Regions from separate parts of the Anas platyrhynchos genome. Here region 2 is linked to region 1. The links are chromatin contacts, called in public Hi-C maps. All regions are on one chromosome and are shown on one strand. Each heading gives the region's core, a stretch centred on a gene start, on an enhancer-like site or on the middle of the called end of the contact. The rest is flanking DNA. Distances are from core to core; before and after follow the strand shown. Region 1 holds the start of TCF12 (transcription factor 12). Region 2 holds the start of CGNL1 (cingulin like 1).

What was found. A called contact is a pair of places that touch in the nucleus more often than the background predicts.
Region 2: a contact with region 1 is called in a Hi-C map of subcutaneous adipose tissue, with 2.2 times the contacts expected there. The contact joins the promoter of CGNL1 here to the promoter of TCF12 in region 1. A contact is called at or near these places in 5 of 8 Hi-C or Micro-C datasets (F1 follicle, F5 follicle, liver and 2 more).

What each region holds. Positions count from the first base shown.
Region 1 is chr11:7,103,397-7,107,766 of IASCAAS_PekinDuck_T2T, reverse strand. It overlaps TCF12 (transcription factor 12), which reads right to left and starts at 1,682. Exons shown (of 22, transcript XM_038184788.2): 1 at 1,514-1,682; 2 at 552-648. The coding sequence starts at 626.
Region 2 is chr11:7,286,457-7,290,813 of IASCAAS_PekinDuck_T2T, reverse strand. CGNL1 (cingulin like 1) reads right to left here and starts at 2,426. Exons shown (of 21, transcript XM_038184782.2): 1 at 1,630-2,426. It overlaps LOC113844967 (a long non-coding RNA gene), which reads left to right. Exons shown (of 5, transcript XR_011812063.1): 3 at 1,733-1,842.

The DNA.
Region 1 (4,370 bases), core at 433-2,932:
AGCTTAAAATAAAAAATAAAGGCCTAATACTACCACGACAATTTAAAATATGCATTCAATTTAAATTTTACTACTAAAAATATATTTCTTGTGGATTTATGAAATTAAAGTCACTAGATAAAGTCAACTCTTGAAAGGTAGCAGTTTTCGATTACATCCATAAGTCCAACATTCTTCAAGATCTGTTAAAACAAAAGTATCAAAAAGAAAACACCTATAATTTTCTGAGACCGAGTTACTTACAGACGTTAAGCGTTCTTTTGGTTTAAAGACAAAAACAAACCAAGAGGAAGAAGGCATCTCGGTGCCACACGCCAGCTTAACAAATGTTAATTATTAGATTATGCCATCACTGGGTCAGCCTGATTTTAACCAGTTAAACCAATTGACCCAGCTGGTATTACGGTATTAAATCTGGACGTCTAGACATTACATCAAAGTTCAGGTGTCCAACTTGGCTGTGAGGAAGGCAGCCCAGCCCCGCACGCTGCCGCCCTTACTCCTCCGTTTAGCACGGCGCAGCGACAAGAAGCCCTGGAAGCATGTCCTACCGCGCTGAAGTCCAGCAAGTCGCTCAGCTCCTTGTCAGTTCCTATCGCGGCCATCCTCTGCTGCTGGGAATTCATCTTCAAACGCTGCGATCGCGTCCTGGGGCACGGGAGAAGGGGCACAGGGAGCGCTTCGCCTCGACAGCAGCCCGGGGGCAGCCCCCCTGCACCGGCCGCACCGACGGGGTCAGCGCCGGCCCCGACCCGCCCAACTCCTGCCAAGTGTCCCGGGGCTCATCCCCCTCCCTCCCTCCCTCCCTCCCTGTCCCGGCCCGAGGGCTGACACGCAGCGAGGAGCGCTCAGCGAGCCGCCAGCGCGGCCAACAATGGGGCTGCAGCGGGGGCGGCGGCGCGGGGCCGGCGGGGCCTCGGCACAGCCATGGCCGCCCGAGCGGGACCGCCGGCTCCCGGCCCCCCCCCGCCTCCTCCTCCTCCTCCTCCTCCCCCCGCGCCGCCGGGGGGGCGGGAGCGGAATGCGCGTGCGGCGGGAGGGAGGGAGGCAGGGAGGGGGCGTGCGCGCGCTCGCGGCGGGAGGAGGAGGAGGAGGAGGAGGAGGGGGTGCGGGGGGGGGGTGGGCGCCTTCCCTTGTGCCCGGCGGGCGGCGCGGGGGAGCGGCGGCCCCGCTCCCTGCAACTTGCGGCCCCCTCAGGGCCGCTGCGAGCCCCGCGCCGCCCAGCGCGGCCCCGCCGCCGCCCGCGAGGGGGGGCTCCGAGGGGGGGGCTCGGCGCCGCCCGGCCCCGCCGCCGCCCCCCGGGCTCACCCCCACGTACACCCCCCCCACACACCCCCCCTCAGCCCCGGTGGCGGCCCGGTCCCCCCGCCCCGGGCGGCCCCGCTGCCTCCCTCCCTCTTTCCCCCCTCCCGCCCGGCCGCCGCCGCCTCAGCCCCGCCGCGCTCCCGGCCGCCGCCGCTCCCCCGGCCCGGCCGCTGTCCGCCAACTTGTGCCGGGCCCCCCCCGCCGGTACCTGGTGCCCCCCGGGCGCTGCGCTGCGCGGGGCCGGGCGGGCGGCGGCGAGCCGAGCGCTCCCCCCCCGCTGGAAGGAACTTGTGGGCTCCCCTCAGGCAGACATTTTTTTGCTTACGGAGCCTCAGCACCACGTTCGCGGCCCCGGCTCCGTATCCCTCCGCGCCGAGCGCCGCCGCCGCCGCCTTAACCCTTGCCGCGCCGCGCCGGGGGCGGGACGAAGGAGCCGCCGGCCCCAAGCAGCGCCCGGCGACGACGACGGCGGCGGCGGGGCAGGAGCCGGGGGGGCGGCGCGGGGCGGCCTCCCGGTAACGCAGCCGCCCCCCCCCCCCCGGTGCCCTCCGGAGCCGGGCAGCCCTCGAGGCGCGGCACGTGCTGTGTGAGGCTGTGTGAGGCTGTGTGAGGCGTCGCAGCGCCCCGCAGCGCGCATCCTCTGCGGGGGGGCGGCCCCGTGAGCGCCCCGAGCTCGGAGCGGGCCCCGGCCGCCCCCTCCCCAACCCCGCTCCCCCCCCGCTGCAGCGCGCAGCCCCCGGGGCTCGGCACGGAGCGGCGCTGCCCCTGCCCCTGCCCCTGCCCCGCGGGGAGCCCCCCAGGCCGGGCAGCTGCTGGGCCCGGTGCTCGCTGCCCGTCTCCCGAGCCTGCAGAGCCCCCAGGTGGCACCTCCTCGCCACCACCTGGCCGCTGGCCCGCTCCGCGCCACGCAGCGCTGCTGGGGTTTGACCCCAGGTGCTGAGGGCGACCTGCCCTAAGGGAAGAATTGAAAGCGATAAAGAAAAGAAGCTACTGACACGTCAGTCCTTTGGAGCAAGGGGACTTGGAACGCGCAATGGCAGGGAAAAAGGGTTCCTAAAATCCTGGAGAACCTCAAACACTTGAGGGAGACAGCAAGCGGGCTGCCCGCAAGCCTTCCTCCCTGCCAGGCTGCCGGGCGGCCAGCACAGCCCCCCGGGGGGCTCCCCAGCCCCATGCCCACCCCCAGACCCCAACCGTGACATCTTCCGGAGGAAGGGGGGGGTGAGCCCAAACTTATCCCCCCCTGGGCAAAATGGCGGCTCTGGAGCCTTCAGGCCTCTTCCTCCATTTTGCTGCCATAGATGCCACGTTCTGGATGATCATCTGGCCTTGGGATTCTGTGAATATTCATAGATCTGCCACCTAGAAATGCAGGGAGCAATTTGTATTAAAATATCAACACAATGCCTTCCATTCTCTGTGCCCCTGAGGAACATAAATATGTACTTTTCCCTTTGTAGTGTAAATAAGACTTCATCCAACGACAGGGATCATTGTATATTTCACAAGGACTCATCTGACACATTTGTGTTACAAGGAAGACCCCTTATTTATATACAGTGAAAATATTTTTGTTTCTCTCCAAGGACTACATTTGAAGACTCACCGGTATTGGTACTTAGTATCAATTGCTACAGCAGCTACACTCACAAGCATTGATTAGTAAACAGACTAAATCGAATGAATTGGAAGCAACAATGCCAACAGTTACTTGTACTGAAGTGTAACTGTATTAAAATTAAAACTTAATTTAAAAAAATAGAAGTTTTTATTTGCCCTCAGACCTAGGGTTTTACAGTTCACATTTGTAGGCTTTTATTTGTAGTTACAAAGTTTGAGTGGAAGATAATGCATCCACATAATCCATGATGTATGCTTTTTATATATATATGTATCTCCAGAAGGTATTTCCTTTGGTCCAAATGTCACTTTCTGATGCAGCTGCTGGCACCACGCATGCTCATTACCAAAACTCACTTCATAGCAGCCATTCTTCTGCACTGCAGCTCTACGGAGTTGACAACCCTCTTTGAAAAACTTCATTTTCAGACACCTGCAATGATCCGAACACAAAGTTTGCAGAAATGATGCCAGACAGCAAGTACCCAAGGCCTCATGGAAGGTGTGCTTTGGCCCAAAACATACTGTGAGCCTGACCTAATCTGACCTAATTTAACCTATTTTTTTCTGGATACCAAACATCTTCTGCCACGCTGGCCAGATTTGGAACCTTTAACCTCTTCACCCCTCTTTAGTCAAAATTGATCAAAATAACAAGGACACTCAAACATGAAGGAACAATATTCTACATCCACGTAATACTGTCTTTCACCTATTCTCAATCTCCAACCCCTTTTTCAAGCTGCTGCTTACCTACTAGCTTTTCTTCTCTGCCAGTCCCTCTAAATTCCTCCTATTCCTTGCAAGGGATAATAGGTTAAAATAACCAATTAATGCATTACGTTATCCTTATCATAGGTACATAGAGATAAGGAAACAGAAACCACTGTGGTCAACATTAAAAAAGAAGAAAAAGAAAAAATAAAAGTTCTCTGCTTTGAGCTAACTGCAGACTTTTTGAGAAAATACAGCCAAGTGAGACTTTACAAACATTTCAAAATATCTAATGAAAAGCCATCGGAAACCTGCTGGCTCAGACAACTACTAGTTTTCATTCACAACAAAGAAAATACCTCTGGTTCTGTTCCTGCTTCAATCCATACTTGTGGTACACAACTCATACAAAAATGAAGAGCTTTCAGCTTTGTTATGACACTACAGGACTTTTCCTTGCTCATGGAAGGTTGAAGTGCCAGTGCCTTCTGCAACTGTTCTACCCCTTTTTCTTTCACTTCTTCAAACATAACAGGTTTTCAGTACCTGGGGAGCAATGGATAGGACGGATGGCAGAGAAATGTAGGAGCAATCATAAACGCCAGTCATTTGCTAGTGATTTCACTAGCAAGAACTCCAACAATCAGGGCTGAATTCCTGCAAACACTTTCCCATAATACTATCATCAGCAAATTTTCTATTGCAATTAACACACCTTTTAGTTTTACGGA
Region 2 (4,357 bases), core at 1,177-3,676, 180 kb before region 1:
AACCAGACAGATCCAGGCATACAGTATTACATATGTGAAGCCAGAGTATTAAAGGAGGCATTATTTATTTAGAAAATAAACAATCAATCACATTAGAAAATTAAAAAAAAAAAAAAAAAAGTCATCACAGCAGAGGTTCAAAACCTTAATTTCTAAATTAGCAGCAAAGAGATCTAAGATTCTTTTTGGTAAGCTGTCTCAAAGCTCTTGCTCAGAGTTCCCCTTCCAACTTCTCTCAAGGAGGAAAAAAAAATGAATTACACCTCTTCTTGTGCTCTTACAGAGAGGTTTTTCTACTATTGATTGTTTTGGAATACAAACAACAGACTGTGGAACACTGACTGTATACATATCTTTAGATAATGAATAACAGAATCCGTGGCTATTTGCACAAAGTGTATTCAACTTCTCCCTTACCAGTAAAGAATATCAGTCAATCCCAGGGTAGGCCAGGTCATCTAGGGGTGGCTACTGGGGCTGGCTCCCTCCTGTCACAGCTGTCTGGCAGTGGGCCCACCCTCAGGAACAGCCAGCTGGCTGTGCTGTGTGTTTCAGTTTCCTCCAAGTTTTCATATGGACTTGTAAAGCTGTTGAGCTTATTTTTCCTGATCAGCTTATTTGTTGTCAATCCAGAGAGTTTTCCCATTGCTGTGACTGCTGCTGATGCAGTCACTTTGCACTTAGAGTTTTCTCCATGGCTTCTCTACTCTGTCATTTCTGCTGGTCTGCACTGGCTCTTCAGAAAGATCAGATCTGTTTTGTAGATTTTGTTAGGTTTCAGGTCAGTTTAGCACTTCTCTGTTCTGATCTTATCACTTGCCCAGATGCACAAGTTTCTCTTCTCAATCTGCTATCTTCATTAGAGCAACAAATGGCCTCTAGCAGACTGAGACTTTGAGAAAAAAGAAACCTTCCTTCACTTTCTCTTGTATTCCAATAGCATACCTGCCAAACTATACAAACTGTTACAGGGTAACCCTTCATTTAGAAGATATTCTTAGAGCGCAGACACCTGCATTTATCATTAATGATATATACAAAATTTCATTTTAGTCAGACATATAAAACTTCTATGTAGAACTGTTACCAGTAGCAAAGCAAATAGAATTAACTTATTCTACGTTAATCTTCTGGTGTCAAAAGAAAGGTGTAAGTAGCATCTGTCACAAAACAAAACTTAGAATTCCAAAAACATAGATCCACACATTCAAAGGTTTTCAGAAGCAGTATTAGGAGTACCTCACTATAAAGAGTGAGTAATCTCAGAATAGATGACTTCCCAGACATTTGTCTTCCCTCAAATTAAAAATACAATGCATGACTAGAGTACATAAAGACTTTCTTTATATTCCCAACTAATAATCAACATTTTTCCTCAAGAGAAAGATATTTGGCAAATACAAGAAGATATTGTAATTAATTTAGTTATTTTGCTATATTTTAATCTCACTAGATTAATATAGTGTTGCATTTAGTTACCCAGATGAGTGAAAGAGATATCTTGTAAAACTTTATTTTTTTATCCAATCCTGTTTTACTATATGCTGTCTTCTTTTTCAGTAGGACAGTGCTAATATATTTATAATGATATTCATTGCTTTATGCAACCTCATGATCTTAGTTACTTACAGTCTCAGCTCAGTAGCACCAGGTTTCACACATCTGTCGCGTGAAAGTCTCTCCATCTTGTCTTTAATCACTCTTAACTTCTGGACTTTTTCTGTGATTGCAGTATCCTTACTGAGATGGGAATTTGAATGAGGAAAAACGGTCCATTTCCAGGGGAGATGAATTGAAGACCCTGTCATGTGTCACTGGTGGCATCTCTGTGCTGGGTTACTGGTAAGTGCAGAAGAGATCATTACTCCAGCTTCAACCACTCTTCTCAGATTAAAACAATGGTAGTCACAGGGATAGCAAAAGACATTCAGCTGTTTGAACAGCTGTTTCTGTTCACTTCTGAAGAAAGGCAGTCAAATCAGGTGCAGTCATGCCTGCTGGCTAGGTTGGTATAACAACCACTTAGTCATATAAACCATGGCCATCATCACATCTTCGCGTTGCAGACTTCATTGTAAGGGCACTAACAAATTTCATTCAAGTGCTATTCAAATCTGTACCAGTTAATAGAGTCATCTCATTCAGTGTGAATTATTTGGTATTGAGCTAGACTCAAATTCATCTTCTTCAACAGCACATAATGATTTATTTATGCCCTATGACTAAGTTTTTCAGAACCTTCTTAAATCTTGTTGCAGCTTGTCAGGAGCTTCTTCCATGTAGTCCATGTTAACATACTAAAATTTGCTGGCAGGTAAATTTATTATGACTGAAGTCAGGCTGGCATCTGAGCTTGTGTCTAACTCAGGATGTGCAGGATTACTTAGACACTTGAAGCTACTAGTACTATTCCTGCATAAGCAACTTCTTGAAATGGGGCCTCATCACCTGTAAGGATGAACAGCTGCTGAGCTGGAAAAAAGTAAACAAATCCTCTGGTATGGAAATCTGTTTTACATTCCCTACTTAATGTGTAATACTCAACTAATTCTGCCTGTACTGCGTGCACACATTCTGATTCTAATTCCCGTTAAATGATGTCCTGAAGTGTCGAAGTGGAGAAGTCTATAAAGTGTATACGTCTGAAAAAGATAATTATTTTTAAATATGTTTTCCTTGAAAATGATTACATTAAGCATGAAATCTGTGTGATTCTTCCTCTTTCTGATTTTTGCTACAAATGGAATTAGGCGGATTGTAAAGAATGTTACTGAATTCTTCTGTGTGTTAAAAAAGGAAGTTGGAATTTTTGAGGGATGTGAAGTGTTATCACTGTCACAATATTGGGGGAGAGGGAGGCTAAAGAGCTGAGACATGCTTTCCAATAAATACAGTGCTCTTCAGGCACAAAGACTTGGGAAGGAAACAATTCTTTCTAATTAGGAAAGTAATTTTAAGCAGAAAAAGATGTAAAAGCTTAAGGACTGTTCTTGTCAGAGAGAGATGTTTCTGAGAAGAATTAGGGCAATAGAGGATTATTGTTTTGTTAAGCCTTTGATTGAGATCTCAGACTTTCATCAGTTCTGTAACAATACAGGCAAGAGATCTAAGGCTCAAACACATCTCCAGAAAGGAGATCTTGGAAAAAGAAAATAGAAATAAACCCAGACTTGGATTTGGCTGGTGGGTATTTATAACTCACAGCTGAGAGCCAAGGGGAAGTTTTTCCATGATCACCCCATTATTTAAAAAAAAATGGTCAGGAAGAAAATTTTGCTTTTGTTTTCCCCAAACAAAACAAAACAAAACCTCTTAGTTATTTGAAAAATTCCAAACCAGAACATAAAAGATCCTTTAGAGGAAAACTCTGGAGTTGTCATTTAAAGGCTGCTCTGACTATAATCAAGATTAGAGCTTTTAATGAAGGCAAAGCTCATTTATCTGATCAGATCCTAACATAATGGTCTAGCATGTGATATTATTCTATATAAGTTACATAACACTTTTTGTTTAAGCACACGCTTTTCCTTCAGTAGCATGAACAACATTTTTAACCTGTTCAAATCCTTAAGAAATGTAAACAGATTTGAAGAGGAAAAATGGTTATTTATTAACAAAAGGGAAAAAAAACAAATATACAAAAACAACCAAGTCACAGAAAGTTGTTGTTAAGATGAAAGCAAGACAGGAAACTAATAAAGAGGATCAGAGAACCTGGAAATAAATGTTGACAGACTTGTGCATGGGCAGTTTAAAATCACATACTATTAAGCATTAGCTTTTTGATTAAGTGTTTGCACACAAGATTGCTTTTCCCTAGTAAATGCTAGAGATTATCCACAACTCATTTGTGTTTGCAGGTTTTCTGTGAGTATGTGTGGGTACATCTTACCATTTATCAGCCACCATGCACAGAGGTCACAAGTCCCCTGCCTCATTAAAAGACAGTGAGCCAATTGAAAAACAACTCCGTTCTCCCTTGGGGCATCTGAACATATGGTGCAGGAGTAGTATGGTTAATTTTGAAACAGTCAGATCTGGGAAGAGGCTAAACAGTTGGACAAAAAGTGGGTAATGTAACTAGATACTCAGAGAGATAACTCTTGTCAGCCAATTTTCCTGTTTTGTCAACAGAATTGGTAGGCTACAGCTTCAAGCTTCTCAGGGTGTCTTATGAACTGAGAAGTAAAGACAGTAAGTTACAGTGCTAAAAGCTATAGTGGAACAATAAAAACAGAAATGTGACCCTGCTCCCATGTGGAAATGTCTCAGAGCTTCATAAAATCAACAGCAACTGAATATACAGTGCTGGCATACAAAGACACAGAACATGATGTAGGAGCATTGTAGCATCAGC